2 separate regions of the Macaca mulatta genome follow, and region 1 is linked to region 2. Evidence: chromatin contacts called from public Micro-C data. All regions are on one chromosome and are shown on one strand. Each heading gives the region's core, a stretch centred on a gene start, on an enhancer-like site or on the middle of the called end of the contact. The rest is flanking DNA. Distances are from core to core; before and after follow the strand shown. Region 1 holds the start of FAH (fumarylacetoacetate hydrolase). Region 2 holds the start of ZFAND6 (zinc finger AN1-type containing 6).

Evidence for each region. A called contact is a pair of places that touch in the nucleus more often than the background predicts.
Region 1: a Micro-C map of CD4 T cells shows a contact between it and region 2, with 10 times the contacts expected there. The contact joins the promoter of FAH here to the promoter of ZFAND6 in region 2. A contact is called at or near these places in 4 of 14 Hi-C or Micro-C datasets (CD4 T cells, blood, cortical neurons and 1 more).

What each region holds. Positions count from the first base shown.
Region 1 is chr7:58,363,615-58,371,081 of T2T-MMU8v2.0, reverse strand. FAH (fumarylacetoacetate hydrolase) reads right to left here and starts at 5,119. Exons shown (of 14, transcript NM_001257529.2): 1 at 5,008-5,119; 2 at 1-86. The coding sequence starts at 5,088.
Region 2 is chr7:58,263,473-58,270,760 of T2T-MMU8v2.0, reverse strand. It overlaps ZFAND6 (zinc finger AN1-type containing 6), which reads right to left and starts at 5,812. Exons shown (of 6, transcript NM_001194435.1): 1 at 5,566-5,812. It overlaps LOC144330036 (a long non-coding RNA gene), which reads left to right. Exons shown (of 2, transcript XR_013395856.1): 2 at 2,707-4,512.

The DNA.
Region 1 (7,467 bases), core at 3,870-6,369, 100 kb before region 2:
GAGAGGACAGGCCCAGTAAACAGGTGCTTGATGACGCTGAGGTCCAGGATCTGGTCACCAATGGCCACGCCTATCCTCAGTCTTGGCTAGGAGGAAGATGACATGGTCAGCACCAGAAAAAGTCCCTGGCTGGGCTTGGCTCATTTCCTCAGAAAGCCTGCCTATTGAAGAGGCCATGGTTCCCCCTTTAGGTGGCCCTGTGTACAGAGCAGACTGAAGAACCACCTTCTCAGCATCCTGCCCCAGCTCCCTTGTGCCATCTCTGCTTCCAGGACTAAACGGAAAAGAATCTGTGTTCCCTGAATGGGAAATAAATCAAATATCCCTTGGACTAGGGGAAGAGCAGTCAGCCTGGTCCTAGCCACTTAACATGACCAAAGTCCCCTGCAAAGTTCCCTAGGCATTACATAAACGCCTCCAGTGACGAGGAGCTCACCACCTTTCCAGGATGTTGGATTATTTTCCAGGTTTAACCTAGGCCTTGGCTCAGGGTAATTCAGTTGTGCAGTGGAGCAGTGAGTGCCCGATGCACAGTGCTGAGGGCCAGGTGGCTTGGATTAATGAGCTCTGTTGTGGCTCAAATGGAGGAGAGCTCAGGTTATAAGGGAGCTGCAGGAAGCCAGACTGCTCAGAACATGCAAGGGAAGTTCCTTTCTGCACCACAAAATCCCAGCATCAGCAAAGATGTCTTAAATATTTGTTAAGGCCTGGTCTTTGTCCCCACAACCCTGAGCTTTGCTCGTCAACAAGAACCAGAGGGCATGTTTGCAGACTCAACTTCCTGGTGCTCTGTCCTGAGTCAGGCTTCCAGCTCTCCTGAACCACCAGCTTGGCCATTTCAGTGCCAGAGAGCTTAGTGGTGGGATTATTGGCTGGCCTTATCTCCATCAGCTGCTCACTGGGGTGGGCTGAGAAAAGATGGCCATTTCTCCATGCATGTCAGCTCTTGGGACCGGGGTAGAGCAGAGCCACAATCCTCACCTGAGGTCCCAGCAGAGCCTACCCTAGAAGAGGCTGCCCGGAGAGCTTAGCTACCCATTATCAGCCCCGCTGCCAACTCCCTGTGCCTCAGTCTTCCCCTCCTGAAAATGGAAAATCTGCTGCAGTAGGCAAAGAGCTGAACCACCTGGATCCAAGTGGTTTTCCATTCAGGGAATGTGCAGGTCAGACCCGTGGACCACATCTCTGACCCTGGTCCCCACACCCAGCTGAAGGCAAGAAGGAGCCACCACCAGTAAGCAACCTCCAAAATGGGGTCACAAGTGCAGCTGCCTGATGCCTCAAATGCAAACAAAGCATAGAAGCTTCAAACTTGTGCTTCAAACTATGACCTGAGGACCCAGAAAAAGTCTGAGAGAGTGAGTACCCTCTACTTTTAACTTTGGGAGTTATTTTCTTCAGCACACAACTAGAAGGGGCTCACAAGTCGGATCCAGGATTCCTGGGCTCCAAGTCTGTTCCCTCATTCACCATCTTATCATCTTGGACAAGTCCCTGGTCATCTCTGGGCCTCAGTTTCCCATATGCAACTTGAGGGAAACAAACCAAGGAGGGAGACTCCATTTGTCTAACTTCAAGAGAAAAATGTGCATTCCCTCTGTTTTAAAACAGTTGGTCATATCTGATATAAAGTTTTCCAAGGGAAAGCATTACCCAACTCCCAGCCTGACATAGAGGGGGAAGTATGGGATTGGTGTGGGCGAAGGATTACCCAGGTGCCGAGGCAAGAGACTGAAGGCACAACTGTAGCTATACTGCTATACAGTTATAATACAAATTAGATATACAGATGATCATGGACAATTATCAATCATTACTATAAACATTATTAATCATTAGCTTTTAATAGTACTCTTTGTTGCATTACTAATATAACCTAGGAATAACCGGTGGGTATAGCGTGAGATACTGAAGGGACATTGTGAGAAGTGACCAAGAAGGCAAGAGGTGAGCCCTCTGTCACACCCGCATAAGGGCCGCTTGAGGACTCCTTGGTCAAGCGGTAATGCCAGTGTCTGGGAAGGCACCCATTACTTAGCAGACCACGAAAGGGAGTCTCCTTTCCTTGGCGGAGTCAGGAAACACTCTGTTCCACCAGTTTCTTGTGGGAGGCCGGATATTATCCAGGCCTGCCCGCAGTCATCTGGAGGCCTAAACCCCTCCCTGTGGTGCTGTGCTTCAATGGTCACACTCCTTGTCCACTTTCATGTTCCTCCCATACTCCTGGTTCCTCTTTGAAGTTCTTAGAAGATAGCTGTAGAAGAAATAGCAAAAGTCTTAAAGTCTTTGATCTTTCTTATAAGTGAATAGAAGAAAACGCTGACGTATGCTGCCTTCCCTCTCTGGCTGTGGCTACCTGAAAGGGAAGGGCCCACTGTCCCATGATCACGTGACTTGCCTGACCTTATCAATCACTTGGACGATTCACCTCCTTACCCTGCCCCTCTTGTCTTGTATGCAATAAATATCAGTGCACCCAGCCATTCGGGGCCACTACCGGTCTCCGCGTCTTGGTGGTAGTGGTCCCCCGGGTCCAGTTGTTTTCTCTTTATCTCTTTGTCTTGTGTCTTTATTTCTTACAATCTCTCATTTCCACACACGGGGAGAACACCCGCTAAGCCCCGTAGGGCTGGATCCTACAGACTGGGAGGCTGACAGATGTGGGGATCAACCCCATATCCGCCTCCTACTGGCTGTGAGATCTGGAGCATGATGCTTTGCCTCTCTGGGCCTCAGTTTCCTCATCTGTAGAATGGGGACAATAACTTCACAGTAGTTTTATTGTGAGAATTTGATTAATATCTGTAAATCTCTCACCACAAGAACAGACACAGGGTAGACGCTATTCATGCCACAAACATTTAGAAAGCATCTTCTCAGTACCAGCACTACACAAAGGCTGCTGAGGTCCTGGGAACAGTGACTTGGTTCCTTCTCTCCAGAAGCAAAAGGAAACACAGGGTGTGGTGAGAGACAACAAAGGCTGGGCAGCAGCTGGGAGCTCTTTCAGAGAGAGTGCTTAGGAGGTGACATTTAAGCTGAGTCCCAAAGAGTGAGAAGGGGCCAAGCATATAGAGAGCAGAGGGACGAGTATTCCAGGCAGAAGGAACAACATGTGCTAAGGCCCGAAGGCAGGAAGCTGCTCTTAGCATGTCTCAGAGACTCAAAGGCAGCCAGTGTGGCTGGAGAGAGCAGAGGCCAGGAGGCAGTGGCAGGGCCAGACCCCAGGGACTTTAAGAAGGCACCCGACAAACCAGTTCCACACTACTACAATCTCGTTCTCAGAGGCCACCACCCCTACCTTCACAGAGAGCACCCCATATGCCTTACTAGTCCATGAGCAACCAGAAATGGAAGGAAGGCGTCTCCTGTGTCTTTGATCCCAACTCACAGCCCAGGCAGTCTGGACCACAGTTAGGGTTCCTAAGCATTCGCTGAATAAAAAAATGAATAAAGTGATGACTGCGTTCATTGTTATTCCACTCAAATTAGGAAGGGCTGACTGCTGACATGGGGGAAGGGAGGTTTTGCCTTGGCAACTAGTCTTGCCTGGCAAGGCAGCCATCACCGTTGGAATGTCCAGTGCCTGCAGAGAAAGTTTCAGATGAGGCTTGTTCAGCTGGACGGCCAAAGGGCCAACTCTCCACCCCCAGCACTCTATCAGAGGACAGGGGGATGGGGCTCTCTCTCCCAGACATCTATAGTGGCTGCCCTGCACATGCTGATGTTGAAACAGCAGGACATGGTGTCTGAAAGCCCCTAGCCACACTCTAAGGGACATTAATTCGATTCCCCTGAGAAAGCAAGTCAGAGCACCCTACTGGGGTGTGCCTGCCTCTCACAAATGTTTCTGTCTAATGGATTTGTGCTCCAGGAAAGGTGAGGGAGGACACATCTGCTGAGGGCAAAGTGTTTGAGGACGGCAGAGGAAGGGCTTTGTCTGCAGAAAGGTTGTTGGCCATCACAGGTTAAGGTTTAATGTGCCTCAAATTGTGTCCTCCAGGGGATTTAGTGTCCACTTTCTGTGTCCTTGCAACATCTGGTCAGCCTGGCCAGATATGAAACCACAAGTTGACTCTTCTAGACCAAAGTACTCACTGCAGACAGGCCCATAAAAGGCCAGCCACTTGCCTCCAATGACAAGCCATGGGGGAAGGAGGGGACCCCACTTTCCAGGAAGAAGCCAACTGCCAAGCCCCTCGTTTAGCAAACATTTCCTGATTCTGGGGTTCTATGGCTTACAGAGCTGAATCAGAAGTGTACCTTTAAAGTTGGGAGCAAAAATCTAAGCCAAAAATATCATCAACAAATCCAAGGGAATTTGCTTTTCCAACCTAGGGACCCTCTTATTATCTATTTGCTCATAAACCTCCAGTTTTCAAACACTTATTTCTACCAATCAGACTACACTGACTTAGTCAAAGTTTGTTTCCCTGCCCTCTTTCTTCTGATCAGTGGGGGAATGCCAGGCAGCCCACACCAGGAGCTGAAAGAATTCCAGCAACAGGCAGAGAGAGACACTTGCCATCTTAGATCGCACAGCTCTAAGACAGGACATGCGCGTCCCCCTCTGAGCTGCTACGCATACCGGGTTATCATTTCCTGGGTTCTAGGGTTAGGGGCTATCCAGTGAGATGAACCACCAGCCTCTTGGGCAAGAGAAACACACCGCAACCGCCTCGGAGTAGGCAGCATGCCTGCGTACTGCAGCTTCCGGTAACAGAATCCTGCTTGCTCTGCTTGTCTGGGAGAGTGACACTATTCATTTCATTTTGCATTTAGTTCTCAGCAAACCTGAGGACACTGAGGCTGAAAAGTCAAATAATGTGCACAACTAGAAAGTTACGAGGTGGGATTCGAGCCCACAGGCACTCTCACGGAACGGATCTTAAGAGAAAAATGACCCAAGCCTCCATCCCGCCCCTCATTCCACTCCATTCCACTCCATTCCACTGCACTCCACTCCACTCCCTCCCCGCGCCCGGAAGCCGAAGCCCCACTGCTCACGTCGCCTCTGGTGGAGAAGACGCCGTAGGGCAGGTTGTGGATGGGGAAGTCGGAATCCTCGGCCACCGGGATGAAGGACATGCTGGCGAGCACCCGGCACGGCTGCGGGCCTAAGGTGGCGTGCGGAAACTGGGACTGAACTCTGCCGCCGTGGTCAGGCCCGGCCCCGTCCCCCCGGCCCACCCTCACGGCCTGTCTGGGTGGCACAGCAGGGACCCCGGAAGCTCCTGCCTGATTTTGATCTCACCGTAAACAACCCACCCCCGAACCCTGAACCCTGCCCCTTCCCTACCCCTGACCTCCTCGAGCTCCAGGTCCTCCACAGTCTCGCCTTCTCTTCCAGAGCCCCGCCCCTCCCCTGGCCCCGCCCCTGCGAGCCTCAGGTCCTTCACAGTCTCTCCTCCCTCCCCGATCCCCTCCCCTCCCCTTGTCCCGCCCCCGCGAGCCCTAGGTCCTCCAGTCCCACCTTCCCTCCGAGAGCCCCGCCCTTCCCCTGGCCTCGCCCTGCGAGCCCCAGGTCATCCAGTCTCTCCCTCACTCCCCGAGCCCCGCCCCTCCCCTGGCCCCGCCCCCGTCCTGATCCCCTCCCCATCCGCGAGTCCACATCGGGGAGATCTGGTTCCAGCCTCCGCTCGGGGCAGCTGGTCCTATCGAGAGCAAAACCTAGCTTAGCAGTTAAGGCTCTGCCCTGCATGACTCCAGCCTCGCTCGCCCCAGCTGCTGCCCTGCTCTTCAGCTCAACAGAACTCTTGTCCGCTTCCGGGAAACAGACACTTTCTCCCCAGGAGCTGCTTCCTGAGCTTCAGAAGAATACCCAGTCGCGTCCTTTCTCCCTGCATACCACGCTGCTCCGTCCAGCTATGACACTTCCACTTGTGTTTCAGAGAACGGAACAGTTACGCCTGTTTGGAAGGCTTCAATTAATGAGAATTAATATTCTAAAAAATATAACTCACCTGTTTCACATGCCGGTAGTAAAATGACGTTGACAAACTGCTCAACCTTGGACAAGTTACTTAAACTTTCTATACCTCAGCTTCCTTCTCTGTATAATGTTGATGATAATAGTTCCTACTTCCCAAAATTAATATGAGAATGGAATGAATTAATATTTGTGAAGCACCTAGAATAATGCCTGGCATACAGAGATTATGTGTGTGTGGAAAGAGAGAAAAGGGAGGAAAGAAGAGGAAAGGAAGGGAGGGGGATAAAGGAAAGGAAAGAAAAAAGAAATAGGAAAGGACAGAGAGGGAGAAAGAAAAGGAGGTGGCCGGGCGCGGTGGCTCAAGCCTGTAATCCCAGCACTTTGGGAGGCCGAGACGGGCGGATCACGAGGTCAGGAGATCGAGAGACGATCCCGGCTAACACGGTGAAACCCCGTCTCTACTAAAAAATACCAAAAAATAGCCGGGCGAGGTGGCGGGCGCCTGTAGTCCCAGCTACTCGGGAGGCTGAGGCAGGAGAATGGCGTAAACCCGGGAGGCGGAGCTTGCAGTGAGCTGAGATCCGGCCACTGCACTCCAGCCTGGGTGACAGAGCAAGACTCCGTCTCAAAAAAAAAAAAAAAATTTAAAAAAAAAAAAAAAGAAAGAAAAGGAGGAAGGCAGGAAAGAAGGGAAAGGCAGACTATCTTAGGGTCGGTTCAAGGTGTTAATCTAATCACTCATGTGCAGTCAGCTGCAGTTTTTTGAGACCACGCCACAGCCAGGACACTTGGAACACACCGGAGAGTGTGCTGTTGTGTTATTGTTGGTGTGAATGATTCAGGTACACTTTTAAACAGCCAGGAGGCCGGCTGAAATCTAGAAAAGTAGACGATAGTCTGGGCAAGGGTTCCCTGAAGATTCTTGAGGAATGTGACACGGTGACTGCTGAGTTAGGGAGGCTGCTCTGCATTTCAGCTTAGGGAGAAGAGGCTGGAAGATGGCAGGATAATGTGAGCTAAGTGGGCCTGAAACCAGAAGGCTTGAGAGGAGCAAGTACGGCAAGCAGGGCCCGCTGTTGAGCCCCCCTTCCTAGCCCCTGAGATCACTCTGGTGCCTGTCCACCAGGCATGACCAGTGATCATCACCTAGTAAGGAGCACAGTCTGGGCACAGCCTCTTGGCTCTCATCTCCTGCCCTGAGTGGCTCTGCCAAGGACTGGCTTCAGTTCTTTTAAGTCAGCCCTGGGGAAGGAATGAAGGTGGTCTGACTTGTTCTGGTAGGTTCCTGAAAGAGGAAAAGAAGAGGGGAGTATCCCAACTTGGTGGCTTTATAAAGAGGCATTCCAGGCAGCACTTGATACTTGCCTAATTTAAGCTACTCTCAGCTGCAAGGCAATGAATTATTTTCACGTTCTGTAGTTGCCCTGCCCCTTCCCATTAAAACCACGAGCTTTCTTATTTCCATGTACAACTCTGTCAATACCTAGCAAAACACCTGGCACAGAATAGGTGCTCCATAATATATAAGTCATTAA
Region 2 (7,288 bases), core at 4,563-7,062:
AGTATTAACCTAATTTTCTTAAAAGGTAAAAACCATTGCCTGTTTTTGTTTCGTTAAAAAAAAAAAAAAAAAAAGAGAGCAAGAGAAAAGAAAACACTGTAAGGTAAATGAAGAGTTAGGAAAAATATTTGTAGGCCAGGCCCAATGGCTCATACCTGTAATCCCAGCATTTAGGGAGGCCGAGGTAGGTGAATCGCTTGAGCCCAGGAGTTTGAAACCACTCTGGGCAACATGGTGAAACCCCATCTCTACAAAAAATTGCCAGGCATGGTCCCCACCATGCCTGTAGTCCCAGTTACATGGGAGGCTGAGGTGGGATAATCACTTAAGCCCAGGAGTAAAGGCCACAGTGAGCCATGACTGCACCACTGCCCTCCAGCCTGGGTGACAGAGCAAGACGTGTTTCAAAAAACATTTTAAAAAAACCAAACATGTATGTGTGTATATGTATACGTGTGTATATATAAATGTGTATATGTATATTTGCAGTATATGGCAGAGTTGCTATCCTAAACCCTAAAAATATAAAAGGTTTAAAAGGGTATCACAAACATAAACCACCATCCAAAATGGGCAAAAGAGAAACTAGATGTCCAAGATCCATGTTTATTTACCATCATAATTAATTAAAGAAATATATAATGATTCCTACAGAAAGGGAAGGAAGAATGGAGGGTAGATGGATAGACAGATAATGCTGGTAAAGATATACAAGAAATGTGTATTCTGTCATATTTTTAGTCAAATTTGATGTTAAAGTTTGATGTTAGTCAAAATTTAAGAACTAAATTTGGCAATATTTATGAAAAGACTTTAAGAAATGTTCATATGCTTTGATTCAGTGATTGAGACAGACTTGATCCTAAAGACACAATGACAAATACACAGAAGTAGCTCTTATGATATTTATCACACATTAGAAGAAAAAAATAATAAACGTAAGTTACACCCAACAGATACCTAGTTAGGTTATAGTATTTTTATAAGATGGAACTGTCCCTGGGGGTAACCACTGGTCATACGTCTACTGAGCATTTGAAATGTGGCTAGTCTGGGTCGGACATGGTGGCTCATGACTGTAATCCCAGCACTTTGGGAGGCCAAGGCAGGCGAATCACTTGAGACCAGGAAAAGACCAGCCTGGCCAACATAGTGATAATGCGGTATCTACTAAAATTATAAAAATTTAGGCAAGGCGCGGTGGCTCACGCCTGTAATTCTAGAATTTTGGGAGGCCCAGGCAGATGGATCACCTGAGGTCAGGAGTTTGAGACCAATCTGGCCAACATAGTGAAACCCCCTCTCTACGAAAAATACAAAAATTAGCTGGGTGTGGTGGCATGCACCTGTAGTCCCAGCTATTGGAGGGAGGCTAAGGCAGGAGAATCGCTTGAACCCAGGAGGCAAAGGTTGCAGTGAGCCAAGATTGCACCACTGCACTCTAGCCTGTATACCAGAATAAGACTCCGTCTCAAAAAAAAAAAAAAAAAAAAAATAGCCGGGCGTGGTTGTGCACGCCTGTAGTCCCAGCTACTCAGGAGGCTGAGGAACAAGAATCACTTGAACCTAGGAGGCGGAGGTTGCAGTGAGCTGAGATCGCACCATTGCACTCCAGCCTGGGAGACAGAGCAAGACTCTGTCTCAAAAAAATAAAAATTAAAAAAAAGAAATGTAGCTAGTATGAATTGAGATATACTTTAAGTGGAAAATACATAACAAATTATAAACACAGTCTAAAAAAGAAAATTATCCCATCAGCAATTTCTTACACTGATTACATGTTGAATTCATAGTTTTTGGGTTAAATAAAATGTATTTCACCTGTTCATCTTCTTTTCGTAATGTGGCTACCAGAAAATTTTAAATTACTTAATGTAGCTCCCGTTCGTGACTAACATTGTATTTCTAGTGGACTTTGCTGGTGTGAGGTATACAAACCACAGTAAGAGGTTTCAATTTTATTTGGTATATTGCAAAGCTACGGGGGAGTTTTGAGTCAGAGAATAAGATACTCTAATTTACACATTTAAATGAAACAGAAGAGTAGAAAAGTTGAAGCAATGGTACCAGTTACATGACCTCTATTACCATCTTATATAAAACAAGATGGTGAGGCAGATTACATTTCGGTAATTTCTTAAGGAAGAGCCAGCCTGAGAGTGTTTAGAATTGGCTCTTAATAAGCCAGGCATGAGCGCCAGCCCATAATCCCAGCACTTTGGGACGCCGAGGCAGGCGGATCACAAGGTCAGAAGATCGAGACCATACTGGCTAACACGGTGAAACCCCGTCCCTACTAAAAATACAAAAAATTAGCCAGGCGTGGTGGCAGGCGCCTGTAGTCCCAGCTACTCAGGAGGCTGAGGCAGGAAAATGGCGTGAACCCGGGAGGCAGAGCTTGCAGTGAGCCGAGATCGCGCCACTACACTCCAGCCCGGGTGACAGAGCAAGACTCTCTCTCCAAAAAAAAAAAAAAAAAATTGACTCTTAATAGTTTAGGATATTAAGAAAACACACACAAAGACCAAGGATATACCTGAAAAATGTTAACAATAGTTATCTATGATGGTGTTATAGGTGGCTTTTCTTAGTAACTTTCTATTCTTTCTCAAAGTTTGAGGGGGAAAACCCCATATACACATTGTCCTTACAATCAAATAAAAAATGAGGTTTTTAAAAGCAAAATACAGCCCTACCAAAACAAAGCATCCTGGTATTTGTCTGCAAGCTACATATAGAAAAAATGAAACCATCTCTACTCCCATGCCTTCAAAAAGGTTATTCAACGCTACATGTAAATTCACACTTACATACATGAATGAAACATGAAACACACACAAACACACCTATCTTCAGGATATTAAGGAGATACTATTCCCTAATTTGTCACTGTGTCTCTGTTAGCATAATGAAACAGATACTTGGGAAGCACACCTTGTGGGCATTCTCTAATCTAAAAGGTATTTAAATATGGAGTTAAGAAATCCTGAAACATCGCACAACTTTTTCAAAAATATTCCAAAGGATACAAAACGTAATTCCACAGAATAACACCTTGGTCCTAATGCTTTCCCTTAAAGGGTGTGTGCCATTTGACAGGTGTTTTCCTTAACTAAAGTCTGTGCAAAACTGGAAGAATAAGCTTAGGACAAGTTTCTTCTACATGAGTATGCTAAGGCACAAGAGAAATTTTTAAGTAATTTGCTAGAGATTAGAGGGGAGGAGAGGAACAGCAGAAAGGTGATTTATTTTACATACAATCCAGCGTTTTTTCGACTATACTTACTATTTTTGCATTGAAAAGGAGATACCAAACAGTGCCAGACTTTTTACAATGTGACTTCAAAGTAAGAGGGTCATTACACATAGGTTAACAGGAATTTTGGGTTTTCATGCAAATGTTCAACTAGGTTGAACCAGTTCAATCACTATGGCTATGAATCTTCTATTTAAACATAATAGAGAATCCTAACGTTTTTCATTCATTTTATTTCTAAGTTATTCAATCTATTCCAGTCCTGATTACCTAATACCTTCTAATGCAATCCACATTAAGTATTTACTCTAGAGAAATTATTGTACATGTGTACCAAGAGCCGGAAACAAGAAATGTTCATAGAGCAAGACTGTTTATAGCAAAACAAAATAAAAAACAACAAAAACACGGTCTAAGTGCCCATGAGTTACAGCAGATTAACATGTCACAAAGCAATGAAATAAACTACAGCCACATACTATTTTTTATAAAGCTCAAAAGAAAAGCAAATTAAATGCCACACTGTTTCGGCATACAAACATATATGATAAAACTATTTTTCAAAAAGTCAAGGAAGTGACATACACAAAATCCACTGCACAGATAAACTCATAGACAAATGCAAGTTTTACTAATGTTCCAGTTTTGGGTTTGGGAGGAGGAGTCAAGGATTTATGACGTTTTATCTGTTTATACTTTACTGTATTTTTTTGTGGTATTAAATATATTTTGGTTACTTCTTATAAACTTCACTGACATATAGTTGACAATAAACTGCACATACTTGAAGTGTAAAACGTGTAAGTTCTGACATATGCATACACCCAGAAAGTTATCACTACAAGATAATAAATCCATCGACCCCCGTATTTTCTCCTGCACATTGGTGATCTCTGTCTCCCTTTAAATATACTTTAAAACCTACAAAAGTAAAAATAAAAAAGACAACCTGTTTTGGAAACTTAAACGTGCACATTTTGCAAAACATTTCCCCTAGGGCTCTGGAGAAAACTATACGTAAATTCAGAAAGTGCCTTAAACTTGGTGACATAGAAACTGAACAACTACCCTTAAAAGTTTATGGTATTTTACACTTTTAAAAAATCAAATTCCGACTTTGTTTTGAAAGAGGAATTTAATCCTGTTTCTCGGAGCATCAAAATCATTAATTCTGCCCAGTTTTGGTTTTTTTTTGTTTTGTTTTTTGAGACGGAGTCTCCCTCTGTCGCCAGGCTGGAGTACAGTAGCGCGATCTGGGCTCACTGCAACCTCCGCCCCCCGGGTTCAAGCGATGCTCCTGCCTCAGCCTCCCAGTAGCTGGGACTACAGGCAAGCACCACCACGCCCAGCTAATTTTTGCATTTTTAGTAGAGACGGGGTTTCACCATGTTGGCCAGGATGGTCTCGATCTCCTGACCTTGTTATTAGACCGCGTCGGCCTCCCAAAGTGCTGGGATTACAGGCGTTGAGTTACCGCGCGTGGCCAATTCTGCCCAGTTTTTATGGCCCAATAACTTAATATAAATTACCTTTAGGTAACCCCAAGGCCCTAACTTCCTCACAACTGGTCACAACTTCCGAGTTGTGAAGGTAAATCATAGCGTCCCAACTGTGTGGGTTAGCACATGACTTCGAAACCAAGTTAAAGAGATTTCAAACACAATATTCTTTCGTAGTTCTTTAGGTGGCTAAAACTTGAAAATAACTATTTCAAAAGAGCAGACGAAAAATTTAGAATCCTAAGCAAGCTAAACCCAAGCACGGAAAAAAGAGACCGATTCCCTTCCCGGTGCCAGTCAGGAGTTGGAAACAACGGGCTGCCTCCGGCTGGTTTCTGAAAACACGGCAGGTGGAAAAACATCCCGAAGAAGACCTGAGACTGGGGGGGAGGGGGAGTTGACGCGCCCCAGGGTGCCCAGGGCCCTTCCGACCCCCGCCCGCCAACCGCTACGAACCCGCTCGGGGCGGCGCGCTTCGCGGCCTCCGCGGCCCTGAAGAACTGAGGCTCCGGACCCCAGCGCGACCACCCTGACAGGTTTTGGCCCCGGGCTGCGGGCGCCCGCGCGCGTCTGAGGTGAACCCGCCGATCCCCGGCCCCTGCCCCCGGAGCCGGGAGTCCTAACCCTCTCGGCCGCGGCCCCCGCGGGCCCACCACCTGCTGCGCCGGCCAGCCGCCCTCCGCTTCCGGCTCCCGGGAGCCGGGAGGGGCCGGGGGCGGGCCTCGCCTCGCTGCAGCCGGGTGGGGGAAGGGAGCGGGCGGGGGAGGGGCAGCGCGGACCAGACCGGGCCCCGCGGGCCGCGCTATTCACCTGGCGGCGGCTCTCTCCGCCTGACGCGCTGCCCGCCGCCGCCGGTAGCCGCTGGTGAACCGGGACAGGTAAGGCCGCCGAACCCCTACTCCCTCTGGCTCCGCCACCGCCGGCCCCTCCGTCTGCTGTTTATTAAACTTTTCTGTTTGGTTGTTCGGCCTATGACGCGACCGCGGAGGAGAGCCACTGGATTGGCCGGCTCCCAGGGCTGACGCGGCGGGCCCCGCCCGCATCCTAATTATTACCGGCGCGGGCGGGGCCACAGGCCGGAGGAGGCGGGGAGAGGCGGGGTCAAGGCTCGGAGCGCACGGCAATTGGCCGGAGGCGAGAGAAGAGGCGGGGCGGAGCGAAAGGAGATGCTTCTCCCTCTGCACCTCCACCATCGCTTGCTCCACTGCCGTCTCTGCGGGGCTCATCCCGCCGCAGTTTCTCTACCTCCAATAGCTACGGGAAGGCGATTAAGAGGTGCCGCGGAGTCTTTAAGGGCTTGATAGGTTCAGGTACCTTTGCTACCTCGCAGGGAATGGCGTGTCCCTGTCTCGGATTGAGGCACCAAAGAGTTGCCCTCCACCTGCCACTTGTGCAGGAAGGAATTCTGAGCTTCTGTCTTCACACGCAGGCCGGCGCCTCAGTCTGCAAGCGCGAAGTCCGAGCTCAGGGCGCATACTGGAAAGCAGTACTCTGCCCTGTCCTGAACTGGGACTTGGAAATAGAAGCAAGACGAGAAGCGTGCATGCACACGTGTGCAATACATACATGCACGGGCACAAGCACCCTCAGTTCAGCCTTTTCCAAAAGCACGGGGTCAGTTCCTACCTGCGTGGTGCATGCTGCGCTACTGCGCTGGAACTAGGGATGATGGGCAGAATGGCTCCCCCTGAAGTTTTTCAGCCTTCGTTCGGGCTCATGAGCATCACAAGCAGGAAGTACGTGACACTTTAGTTCGAGGTCATTCAATCCTATCGTGAATGAAGGGTTCCGTTGGGGCTTTAAGGTGGGCGGGCCCAGTCCTGAGGATCCTCTTTGTTTTGAATGTTTTTATTTTGTTATTCATGGATTTTTTTTGCATTAATTTTAATTTAAAAAAATAAAAATGTTGTTCATCTTGATCACTTAGTTTTTTGGTGCTCCCTTAAATATTGTGCCTGAAGTGAGTACCTGTTGCATTTAGCAACACAGAGGTCACCTTGGGGAGTACAGTTTAAGTGGAGGACAAAAGCCTGATTGGAATGGTAATAAAACCTACTTATTAGGCTATTTGTGGGGGTTAACTAAGATAGTATGTGTGAAAGAGCTTCTTGAACTAGCGAGGTTATGCGCCAAGTCTCATGGATTTTGTCTTAAATGTATTTTTCTTCAGATGCTTGTCCAGTTTATCATTGTATTAACTCCAGCACCTAACCCAGTTGGATTTTCATATACAGCTATTATGAATTTGCACAAATTGGGTTTACATGACCTTTACTGCTTTCCTTTGTTCCAGATTCGTTCTGGGAGATTGAGAGATTATAGCATTGCATTGTGACTTTGAATGCAGACAGACCACTGTCACTTACTAGCTTTGTGGTCTTAAGAAAATCGTGTGAAATGGGAACAAAAACCTACCACAAAGGATTGTTATGAGGGTTAAAAGATACTGCATTTCTATATACCCAGTAAATGCTGTATGCCAACTCTCTGCCAGCCTGTGCTGTAGGTGCTGGAGATAGCATTAGGTAAGAGA